2 separate regions of the Mus musculus genome follow, and region 2 is linked to region 1. A link is a contact called in public HiChIP or PLAC-seq data. All regions are on one chromosome and are shown on one strand. The core of a region is the stretch at or near the end of the contact, and the rest is flanking DNA. Distances in the headings are between cores, read along the strand shown. Region 1 overlaps Megf11 (multiple EGF-like-domains 11). Region 2 overlaps Dennd4a (DENN/MADD domain containing 4A).

Region 1 (5,189 bases), core at 2,193-4,692:
TGGTATCTTTAATGTTCTGAAAAATCATATCCAGGACATTTAGAGCTGAAAGGTTGATAGGATTTGCCTTTGTGAACAGACTTTCTTGAACAGTTACCCCAGTCCCGTTTGGAAGTGTTTCTTTCAATCCAGGTGAAGGAACTAATAACACACAGCTCAAGGCATTCTGTACTGATATTTCAAGTCATGGATTGTCTTCTTTCAGAGTCAGAAAATAGTCAGCAGAGCACACTAAGAGAGACGCTTATCCCTCTTACTGCTTTTCCTGGAAGGGCCCATGGGCAGGGCTCTGTCTTACTGGGAGGAGGTCATAGTGACCAGGAATATGGCTGTTCTTAGGTAGGTCGTATGGATTCTGGATATAGCTGGAGTTATGACCTCGGCCTTCTTGGACCACACTGACTGTGGGCTCTAAGGAATATAGTGAAAAATGAGTTCAGAGAATAGATTAGCATTGTTGCCTTGGTGGGAGGGAAGAAAGTTCTATTTAACTTGTTGGGGAGAAAAACTGTGGGTATATGTATACATCTGACAAATCCAGGAGGATTAGGATGGAGGCTTGCTTAAGAGAGGGAAAAACCTAAGACAGTGTACTGCCAGAATCCTAGTTTGCTCAACAACAAGAGATTCAAGACATCCTAGAGGTGTGGGTCTTACTGGGGGAGGTTTAAGAAGTGATTTAGAAACTTGTAAACGGCCATTCTGATTGTTTTCGTTTTCCGCTTTGGATTTGTATTAACAGTAGTCGAAGTGTTGTATACTGGCTCTCCACCCTCACAGTTTCTACTTTTATCAGTTGTGATTTGTAAGCAAGGTGGCACAAGATTCTGGTTTCCTGCATTAGAGGGAAGGGCAACCCTGAGACAAAGTTTCTCCTCAGGTTCCTTCAAATGCAACCAAACAGAAGGATGTGGTATGGAGATAGAGTGTGTGGAGGAGGGCTTGTTTTCACTTGAGATGCTGCACTGTTGCCCTGGTTTTGCTAAGTTATGTGAGACACCTACCAACTTCATATATATTTTTATTAGATGTCGACAAGGATGGCACATCTGTGTACGGAGACCCCAAGTGCACAGGTGACTTCATTTCTACATAACTGCTTTCTGGAAGCTTGCAGGTGAGGATGGGTGGGTCCTTAATTGTGGCGTAAGGGTTTTCACTGCTGTTCAAGGAGCAAGTGCTAGAACTGCACACAGATTCTTTCATGTAATCTGCAAGGCAAGAGAGATTTCTTAGGACAAGCAAGGACATAGGATTCATTTAAATACCAGAAATAGACATCAGTTAACTTTGTGTGCTTTCAGGATCCTGGGGCTGGAGAAGACAGTCATACTAAAAGATTAAATCTTATTAAATATCTTAAGGTATGCTTTTTCAGGCATTCTTTTCTCAAAAAACATGTTTTTGGAGGACAAGAAAATGGCTGGTTATTGTCATTAGATAATAGCTCAGGATATTCACAGTGTATTTTTACATGTATCACTGACTTATACAAATGCTCTCTGGCCTCATAGGGGGTGGAAGCCCAGACAGGTACAGTAACTTGGCTAGGGTGCTAAGCACTGCAGAGCCAAAACTTAAATCTATGCTCTGGGACGTCTTTGCCCCATATTTTCTGTACTATCATTCTTCCAAGTCCTGGCGACTAGAGGCTTTGATTCAGAAGCAGCAGCGTCTATGTCTTTCAGTGTGAATGTCAACAGTTTAGCAGCCTTAAGCAAATAGCAGCATCCCTGCCTTCCAGGAGCTCATGCTTCCAGTGGGCTAACTGAAGTAACAGCTGTAAAAAGTCCCAGTCTCAGGTTGGCCCTTGAAATGTAGTTTTGTCTCAGCTCATCTCACCCAGTCCAGTGAGTGCAGAGTGATGTCAACATGAGATGAAGTGATGGTCCCTTAGTGACTTGGAGTCACAGAGAAGAAGGGAGTCCCTCCTTCAATTGCTACTCTCCTTCCCTTTGAGGGTAATGATTTGTCTACGAATTCTAGGACTTGACTGGAAAAAACAATAAATGAATCTAACAGTTGTGACCCTTAGCTGTGAGGCAAGGTGTCTGGAAATAACCTGAATGGCTGGAGCTTGACAGTCAAGTGTGACCTAAGAGCCCTCTCACCTCTAAATGTCTGTGAAAGTCAGTTGGTGAAATTCTTAGGGAATCTTCTAGACAACCACCACAGTTTACACTTCATGCTATTGTTACTAAGCTCCCAGCCCCACCTTGTGACTTTACTGTGAATGTTAAACAGTGAAAGTCATATGACGCAAGGGGAACTGGCTGTGCAATTGGCTGAAGTAACTGTGATGTGTGCCACCCCGAGTGTCTGTTCTACAGCAGGCCAGATGAAGAGCAGTTCTGAAAAGTAGGGAGCTCCTGTTCGAGCAGGCAACAGCTCCTTGGTTTTGTGTAGAAGTGCATTCAACTGTTTTCTGCGAGTTCAGAAAGCTGTGGCACAGGTAGATCAGTCACTTTCCCCTTTCTCCCTACTCAGTGCTTATGAAGAAATTGAAACTTAGAGTGGGAAAGTAAACTCCTCAGGGTCCCACTGCCTCTCAGTAACAAAGTATCGTCCCAGTTGAGCTAACATGTTGGAAGAGAGGTTGGCTTCAGTCTGGTTGGTATAAGGCTGACCTTTGTAGCACCTGACTCAGGAAAAAGCATTCTTGCTAGATAACAAACATTCTCAGCCAGTTCTAGCTAGGACTGAAAGGTAGGTAAATAGGTTCTACTTCTGCTGGTAGATGCCTGCCTACATAGAAGAAGGTGCCCTGGGTCCTGCATTGTGACTTGCCTCAAACCATCTACCTTAGTTTGCCTCTCAGTTCTTCCTTAGTACAGGGGAGTGATATAAGCCTGAGAGCCTCCCAGTCAGTTCCAGTATGGTTGATCTAAACTCATCAGGCAGTGAGAGAGGCTCAAGGCTTGATTGCATACCTTGTGGAATTGAGGGATAGCTTATTTTGTGTAGCACTGGAATGAGTGACCTTCATTCCAGTTAGGTTATTTGAAGCATAGGTGCTGGGTGTGATTTGGGAGGCATAATTTGGTAGGCAAAGGCTAGCAAATATCTTAGTTTAAGGCCAGCTAGGATCACAGCCAGGCTAGCCAGGACTTTATTTATAGTGAGAGACATTGTCTCAAACCAAACAGAAAGAAACTTAGTACTTTGGGAAGCTGGGGGTGAGGCCCTGGGTAGGACAGGACTGCTATTACTGTCTAGAAATGAGGAAACCAAAGCTATTTGTTAGTCTAATGCTCAGTGCTTAGGACTCAACCACTATCTTATCTGAAAATCAAGATTCCCCCCACCCCCCCTAGGAGATCTAGTTACCTAAGCTCTTTATGGCTGCTTCAGTTTATCCTTCTTAGCAATACCAAGGCCTGCTGAGAGGAAAGGCTATGCTTCCAGCTTAATGACTGACTGACTTAGAGCCTTAGAGCCTCACCCAGCTGTATTTTCACTGGAAAGGGAAACAGTGGGATTCTCCATATATTTGAATAACTTTTAAATGTTAGCCTGTATCCATTTTTGTGTATTCCTTTTCCTGAGCTAAATGGGAGCTGGAGTAGGGAACTGTGCTCAGGGCCAAGGGTCTTCTCAAGGTTTGCAGGCCAAGACAGGATGGAAAACTCCATGGAGAGTGGTGGTTGCTGGATTATCCCATCTTTCCTGAGAACTGGAGGAGATGGGGCAAGGCAAGCTGGGAAACTCAGCTTCAGGAAGCCAAGCTTTTCTCTGGTTGAGTCATCCACCTGCCTGCTATGAGGGCAGGGTGTGGGGAAAAATAACCAGCTGGGCTAGAATACTTCCTCATCCTTTCACAGACACGCCCACTCCAGTGCCTTCCTGTCTGGGCACTGTGCAAAGAAAGGGGAAGCCTGCAGTGCTCCAAGTGCCCCTGCATTTACTCTCCTTATTTCCTCCTCTGGACCATACGTAGTCATGCATATTATCACAGTCAGAATGGGTTTCTGAAATGAACATCTTTAGTTTTTGAGGAAGCACAAGACTAGAGAGGAAATGACTTCCCAAAGTTGCTCTATGGATGTTCTGAACCTATTGAGGCTTGCTATCTTTTTTAAGCCCCAATTTATTCAAATGTATGTGGAAACCCAGGCATTAAGTATCTGTTGCTCACCTCTGAGCTAATGCTATCAATAGGATGCCTGCTGGTTCTGTCCTTAGGGTTAAGTTTGCATTCTTCTCTTCAATGAGAGAGAGGATATGAGGAGGGATGGGACAGGGGATCTGAAGTCCAGAGAATACTGGCCAGCCACAAAAGGAGTTTTCAGGATGTTAGTGGCTTCTAAATGTCTGAGAAACCAAAATTACTTGGAGAGGCATGGAGCTGAGGTGGCAAGGGAGCACAGGCTGGGGGGATGACAGTGCAGCTCAGGGATCCCCAGATGGAAGGTGAAGAGAAGTGAATTCTTTTCTGTCACACTTTGAAAGCATGACAGACAAGGAATTGGACCCTAGACAGTTTATTGTACAGTCATATTGTGGAAGGGAGGAAGGTGATTAGCTGTGTCAGCAGTCTCCTTCAACCTCTCAGGGTGACAGAGTTCCCAGTTACAGAGAAAAAAGTGGATGCTACCCGAGTTAGGGCTTTTAAACCATCAGAGTTGTAAGGGGCCTTAGCGGTGGTGCTATTATAACTGTGCTTTTTAAAGAGGAGGAAGCCAAGACCCACAGATACTACTGTGTCTAGTGAGCACCATGCAGTTGAACTAGAACCCAGATCATCTCATTCTCTGCGCCCTCCTCTGTCCCTCACAGTTTGGAAAACATCCAGACTCTTTAATTAGTCCTGAGTTTGGCCTTGCCCTTGATGCTTTAGGAAATAGTTTAAATTGGTGACATGAAATAGCTGATCCAGATGTTTGGGAATTTAGCCACCAGGTAGGATTGTTCCATGTGTTTTATAAGCTTTTCTATAAAGTTGTACACTAGTATTTCACTTGCCTCTCTTTGAACTCTTACTGTGTCATGTTGGCTCCCAGCACTTGATGGTACATTTGCCTACACAGTTCTCTCTAATTTAAAAGCTGATTAGAAGCAGTGACAAATCTGGCTGCTTGCCTGTGAGAGCCTCCCATGCACTCAGATGATCCCATAAGACAGGAATGCAATGATGAAGGCAGAGACTGGCTTTCATTGGCTTTGTTTTACATTTATGGTTTAGAGTTTAA
Region 2 (4,980 bases), core at 2,048-4,547, 210 kb before region 1:
AACCATAAGACAGTCTAATTTTGTGGCTACCCATTTTTAAAAGAGACTTCCTCATCATAGAGTATGTAATTACTTTACAGGGCTGATAAAGAAGAAACAAACGGTAAGTAAGTGGCTCTCTCCCTGTCTGTCACTGTTGTCCCACAAAAGCATTCTGTACAAAGTCACCTGAACTTTCTAATCCATTTACAAATGCATTCTCAAAAAGTGGAGTTTAGAGTCTAAAAGTGTTACTCTGTACACTGACTATACAATATATATTGAATGTATACATATACACACACGTCTTAAAGATAAGGTTCTCCGAAGGTTTTTCGGCATTCCATCACTCCAGTACTTGGTGGCCTGTCACAGTTATGTGTACTCTTGACTTGACTCGGCGTGAGACGATCATAAGCCATCTTGTATTCTTTGTCAAATGCATCTGCAAAATGGGGTTAAGAAATACAACAAGAAATTGATGTCTGATATCGACCAGAGTCAAGTTGCTATAATATAACAAAACCACAAGGTTAGGGGCCAAGAATGCATCTCCAGGGTGCTTCTGAGATCCACAGGCTCATGACTACAGAACCTGCAGAAGGGGAGCCTTCGAGTGCTAAGCATGGGCTAGGTAGCAAATAGCAATTTTGATCAAACATCAGTGTTAACAACCACTGAAAACCACACACATATTTGCTGTAATTTGCCCTTCATGGGCAGTAACACGGTTTAAGAGTGGGCAATGGAACAGTGCCTGTTACAGTGCAGTCAAGGACCTGGGGAGGCTAAGGCAAGAAGATGGCGCAAGGCCAGCCTGGGCTTCAGTACAAGTTCAAGAAGAACCTGTGTCAAAATAAGGAACGAGTGCTGGGAAAACGGCTCATGGTGGAGCGCTTGCCCTTGTACTGTACCTGGCTGAAGCCCCTGGTTTAATTCCTAACATCAAGAAAGAGAAAAAAATCATGGTGATTTTTCCCAACAAAACAAACTTAAGAAAAGGAAGGATCCATATCCATTTTTTTGAGATTTAATTTTTTTTTAGTAAAAATTTTAGCTCTACCTGGAATTTGTGTGTTTTTATCTATGTTTCCTACTTAGTTTGAGGACTTGGTGGGAAAGTGTAGATTTTAATATTTTAATCTTTTTCAGATTATTGTCTTTCAGTGTAGCATAGGCTGGCCTTAGAGTTACTCTGCAGCCCAAGCTGGCTTGTAACTCATAGCATCTCAGCCTTCTGAGAACTAGGACTGTAGGCATGTGTTATCACGCACAGCCATGTATCTTCAGATATCATCCTGAAGCGACTTCTCCTTCTTTCTCATAGGAAACAGGTAGCGTTCCTATGAAAAGACTGTGGCTTTATAACCATTACCGTTGCTCTATTGTTTTGGCAGCACTGGAGGTTGACCCTAAGGACCTTGTACATGATAAGCAAATTCTGTGACACTTAGCCACACCCCTAGCCCTTCTTAAACTTTTCATTCTGTTACAGTTTTATTCTTCATTTCCCAGACTAACTTGAAGTGACTTTGAAGACAAGGCAGGTCTTGAATTTGCAATCCTCCTGCCTGAGCCTCCTGGGTGACTGGGATTATAGGCCTGTACCACAGGTCCAGCTCACTTTAAACAACCCCTGGAGATATAAACGAGCTATGAGTTATGCCTGGACTTTACTCAGGTCTCATAATTCTGCGGTGGGTAGATGAAGACATCCATATTGCCTTATGAAATGTGCCACAGTGGTGCCCAGTGGTGACTCGTGTAGAGTGACAGCCAACAACACAATCAAGTACAGTCTTCTTTGGACATTTAATGAATGCCCCTGGGCAGAGGGCAAGAGTAAAGTCTGCATATATTCTGGGGTTCCACTGGGTAGAACATAAAGGGATGGTAAGTGCAAGCTGAGTGCTGTTTCTCGGTACCCTTTCTGTCTCATTAGTTAAAAAGCCTTGCTCAAAGGACACAGTCTTCATTTCCCCAGGTTCTAGTGTCCTCCCCGTGGCTTCAGTGACTGAAACTCATGTAAAACTCTGCCTTTCCCAGCTGGTTTTACTAGGTACTTTCTTTCCCCACAGATGTCCATGTCTCTTTCTAGACTCTATTCAGTCCTTCCAACTTTTCTAGCTCTTGTTTGCACTGTCCATTCCATAGTAATATGGGCTTCTACAGGGGAAAGCCAACTAATGAATACTTCCTTAAATATTTTATGACTCTTCTTTTTTGGTCAGAAAAGTTATGTAAATTTGAAATATACTTTCCATATGTACAATTCACCAGTGTGTAACTCAGTCAAACTGAGCGTGGCTGTTTTTCTTTGTTTTGCTTTTTATATATTCACAAGATTGAACAGGCATCCCCACTCTCTAATTCCAGAGTATTTCATCATATGAAAACCCTTCAAAAGCAGTTGGCAGCAATTTTCCATTCTTTCCCTTATCCTAGGCACTAGAAATCGCAGATCTATTTTCTATCTGGATACTTCACACACTTTCAAGCATACACATGTGACTTCCTGTGTGGTTCCTTTTGCTAAGTATACCCAAGACCGTATGTGCTGCGTGTTGAAGCACTCACTGTATTTTCATTGTTTTCTTTTGGCAGTTTTCACTTTCAGATTCAGATCCAATCTAGGCTGGTCATGATTAAACGTGTGACCCTCTGGCCTCAGCCTCCCATGTGTTAGCACATCTACTTCTCCATCTCTACTTGGACTTTCCCCCATTTTGGTTTCTGGGACTGTCACAAATGTTTTGTGCAGAAGCCTGAGTGCATGCAGTAACCCTGGGCATCTGTGTAGATGTACATCTCTGTACAATCATTTTTTAAATTAAATATTAAAAAAATTTGTCAAATTTCTTAGTTTTAAGTTTCCAGTGTTTCAAATTATTAAAATAAAAAGCAAATATTCCAGAAGCAGGCAGATTTCTGAGTTTGAGGCCAGCCTGGTCTACAAAGTGAGTTCCAGGACAGCCAGGGCTACACAGAGAAACCCTGTCTCGAAAAACCAAAAAAAAAAAAAAAAAAAAAAAAAGCAAATATTCACAGCATTCTGCTCCAAGTTTTCTGCTTATAATATGAAACACTTATTTTTAATTGTAAGGGTAGGTCAGGACATAAAATATTTGTTTACAAACAAAACTATGGACTCAGCCCAGGTGTTTCCTCTAGCCTTCTCCATCACTTGGCTCTTGATTTTCAATGTTTATATTTCTATTGGAACTCATCCAAAGTTTCTCAACTTTATTTCAACTCGGTGACTAGCAAGGTCCATAGTCCAGTGTTCCCTGATTGTAGCTTTGTCTTTTGAAGGTATTGATTGTATTTTGAAGGGTGAGAGGCTAGAAAGACAGTTCAGTTATTAAATATGCCTGCTGCTCATTCAGATTCCAGAACCCATGTGCGATGGCTCACATAAAGATTTATTTTATTTTTATTTTTGAGTATGTGTGGTGTGACTGTATGGTATGATTGTATCTGTGTGCATGTGTGTGGGAGAGCATGGGGGTCAGAAGAGGGCACTGACCCCCTGGAGCTAGAGTTACATGTGGTTGTGTGTTGCTTGACATGGGTGATGGGAACTGAACACTGGTCCTCTGGGACGACAGCAGTGCTCGTCACTGCTGAGCCATCTCACCAGCTGTATTTACTTAGCACAGACTTTTAAAGGCTGATTATTGTTGCTGTTGTTGTTGGGTGTATGTATGTGTGTGTGTGTTATGATGTGCACATGTAGAGGCAGAAGGTATCTTTTGGGAGTCAGTTCTCTCTTTCACCATGGGCCCCAGGGATAGAAGTCAGGCCATCATGCGTGGCATGGCGAGTGCTTTTACCCACTGGGCACCATGCCAGCTCTTATGCTTAGGTCACAGAACAACTTGCAGGCCTTGGTTCTCTCCTTCTACCATTGATTTCTAGGGCTCAAACTTAGGTCATCAGGCATGGTGCCCACATGCCTTTAATCACTGGGATCTCTAACCAGCCCTAATAGCAGAAGCTTTTAAGTCTGAGGCCTTAAAACAACTTGCCCATTGCCATCTTCTGTATGAGTCCATTACTTTCTTCTAACTAAATAAGTCTGTTCTTAAAGTGTTAATTTAAAATACTACACTCAACTGTCAGGGAGTGGTGGTATAAACCTTTAATCTCAGCACCTGGGAGCCTGAGGCAGGCAGATCTCTGAGTTTAAGGCCAGACTGGTCTACTTAGTTCTAAGACAGCCAAGGCTGCAGAGAAACTGTTTCAAAAAACAAACAAACAAACAAACAACAACTGCAACAACAATCTCACGGCATACTCGACGCATGGTCTGATTGAGCAACCAGTTATAGCACACATGCCCACTACACACTAGCATGCACACAGATCCACTACACACTAGCATGCACACGGGCCCACTACACATTAGCATGACTCTGCTGCCATGCACTTGCGCTCACGTGTACAAATCTACATACAGATAAACACATACACATCATTTAAAAAATAATACATCTTAAAGAGTTGCTAAAAAAGATTAATTTTTCTAATAAGTTAATGCAAAGATATAATAATTAAGACCACCACTGAAAACCCTTTAAAATCTACAATATGCTGTATAGTGTGTTTTGTACAGTTTTTATAGTTAGTACAGTAAACTATGTTATTTATGACATTGAGTTACCTATATCAATGTTTTCTCTTCCCAGTGCCACAAGTGAGAGAAATAATATTTCTCTATATAAACTCCTGTGGGCAAAAAGACATGGAGAAAAAATTAGAATCCTTAGAGCTTTTATGTTCTCTACAAAGCCTTTATGTTACATAAGCGTAGAGTAGTCTAAAAACCATAAAGCCCACAGGATGCTTCTCATGGGCTATAACCCATCATCTGAGGGGCAGACTCACCGCTGTCTTTTAAAATGCGGACACTTATTCAGAGTCTCTAAAATCTGACTCATGGGCCCATAGACATCGTTCATTTTAATGCTCTTCACCATGCTTTTCAGCAGTTCCTGGTTA

What was found. HiChIP or PLAC-seq counts read pairs in DNA pulled down with a chosen protein or histone mark.
Region 2: an H3K4me3 HiChIP or PLAC-seq map of bone marrow-derived macrophages shows a contact between it and region 1, with 4 times the contacts expected there. The contact joins two enhancer-like sites. A contact is called at or near these places in 3 of 115 datasets of contacts at active chromatin or transcription factors (bone marrow-derived macrophages, effector CD8 T cells and epiblast stem cells) and 3 of 9 other capture datasets (adipose tissue, liver and pancreatic islet).

What each region holds. Positions count from the first base shown.
Region 1 is chr9:64,701,749-64,706,937 of GRCm38.p6, reverse strand. Megf11 (multiple EGF-like-domains 11) reads right to left here. Exons shown (of 25, transcript NM_001134399.1): 24 at 1,005-1,211; 25 at 1-411. The coding sequence ends at 254. Among named protein-coding and RNA genes, the nearest start is that of Gm36311, 18 kb to the right of the region's middle. Within about 2 kb of position 3,442, at least 147 of the 459 cell types and tissues checked have an H3K27ac peak or open chromatin away from gene starts, as enhancers often do. A contact at or near this core is called in bone marrow-derived macrophages, where this site is marked.
Region 2 is chr9:64,912,403-64,917,382 of GRCm38.p6, reverse strand. Dennd4a (DENN/MADD domain containing 4A) reads right to left here. Exons shown (of 35, transcript NM_001162917.1): 33 at 4,867-4,980; 34 at 4,643-4,707; 35 at 1-424. The coding sequence ends at 288. Among named protein-coding and RNA genes, the nearest start is that of Gm39361, 18 kb to the left of the region's middle. Within about 2 kb of position 3,297, at least 40 of the 459 cell types and tissues checked have an H3K27ac peak or open chromatin away from gene starts, as enhancers often do. A contact at or near this core is called in bone marrow-derived macrophages, where this site is marked.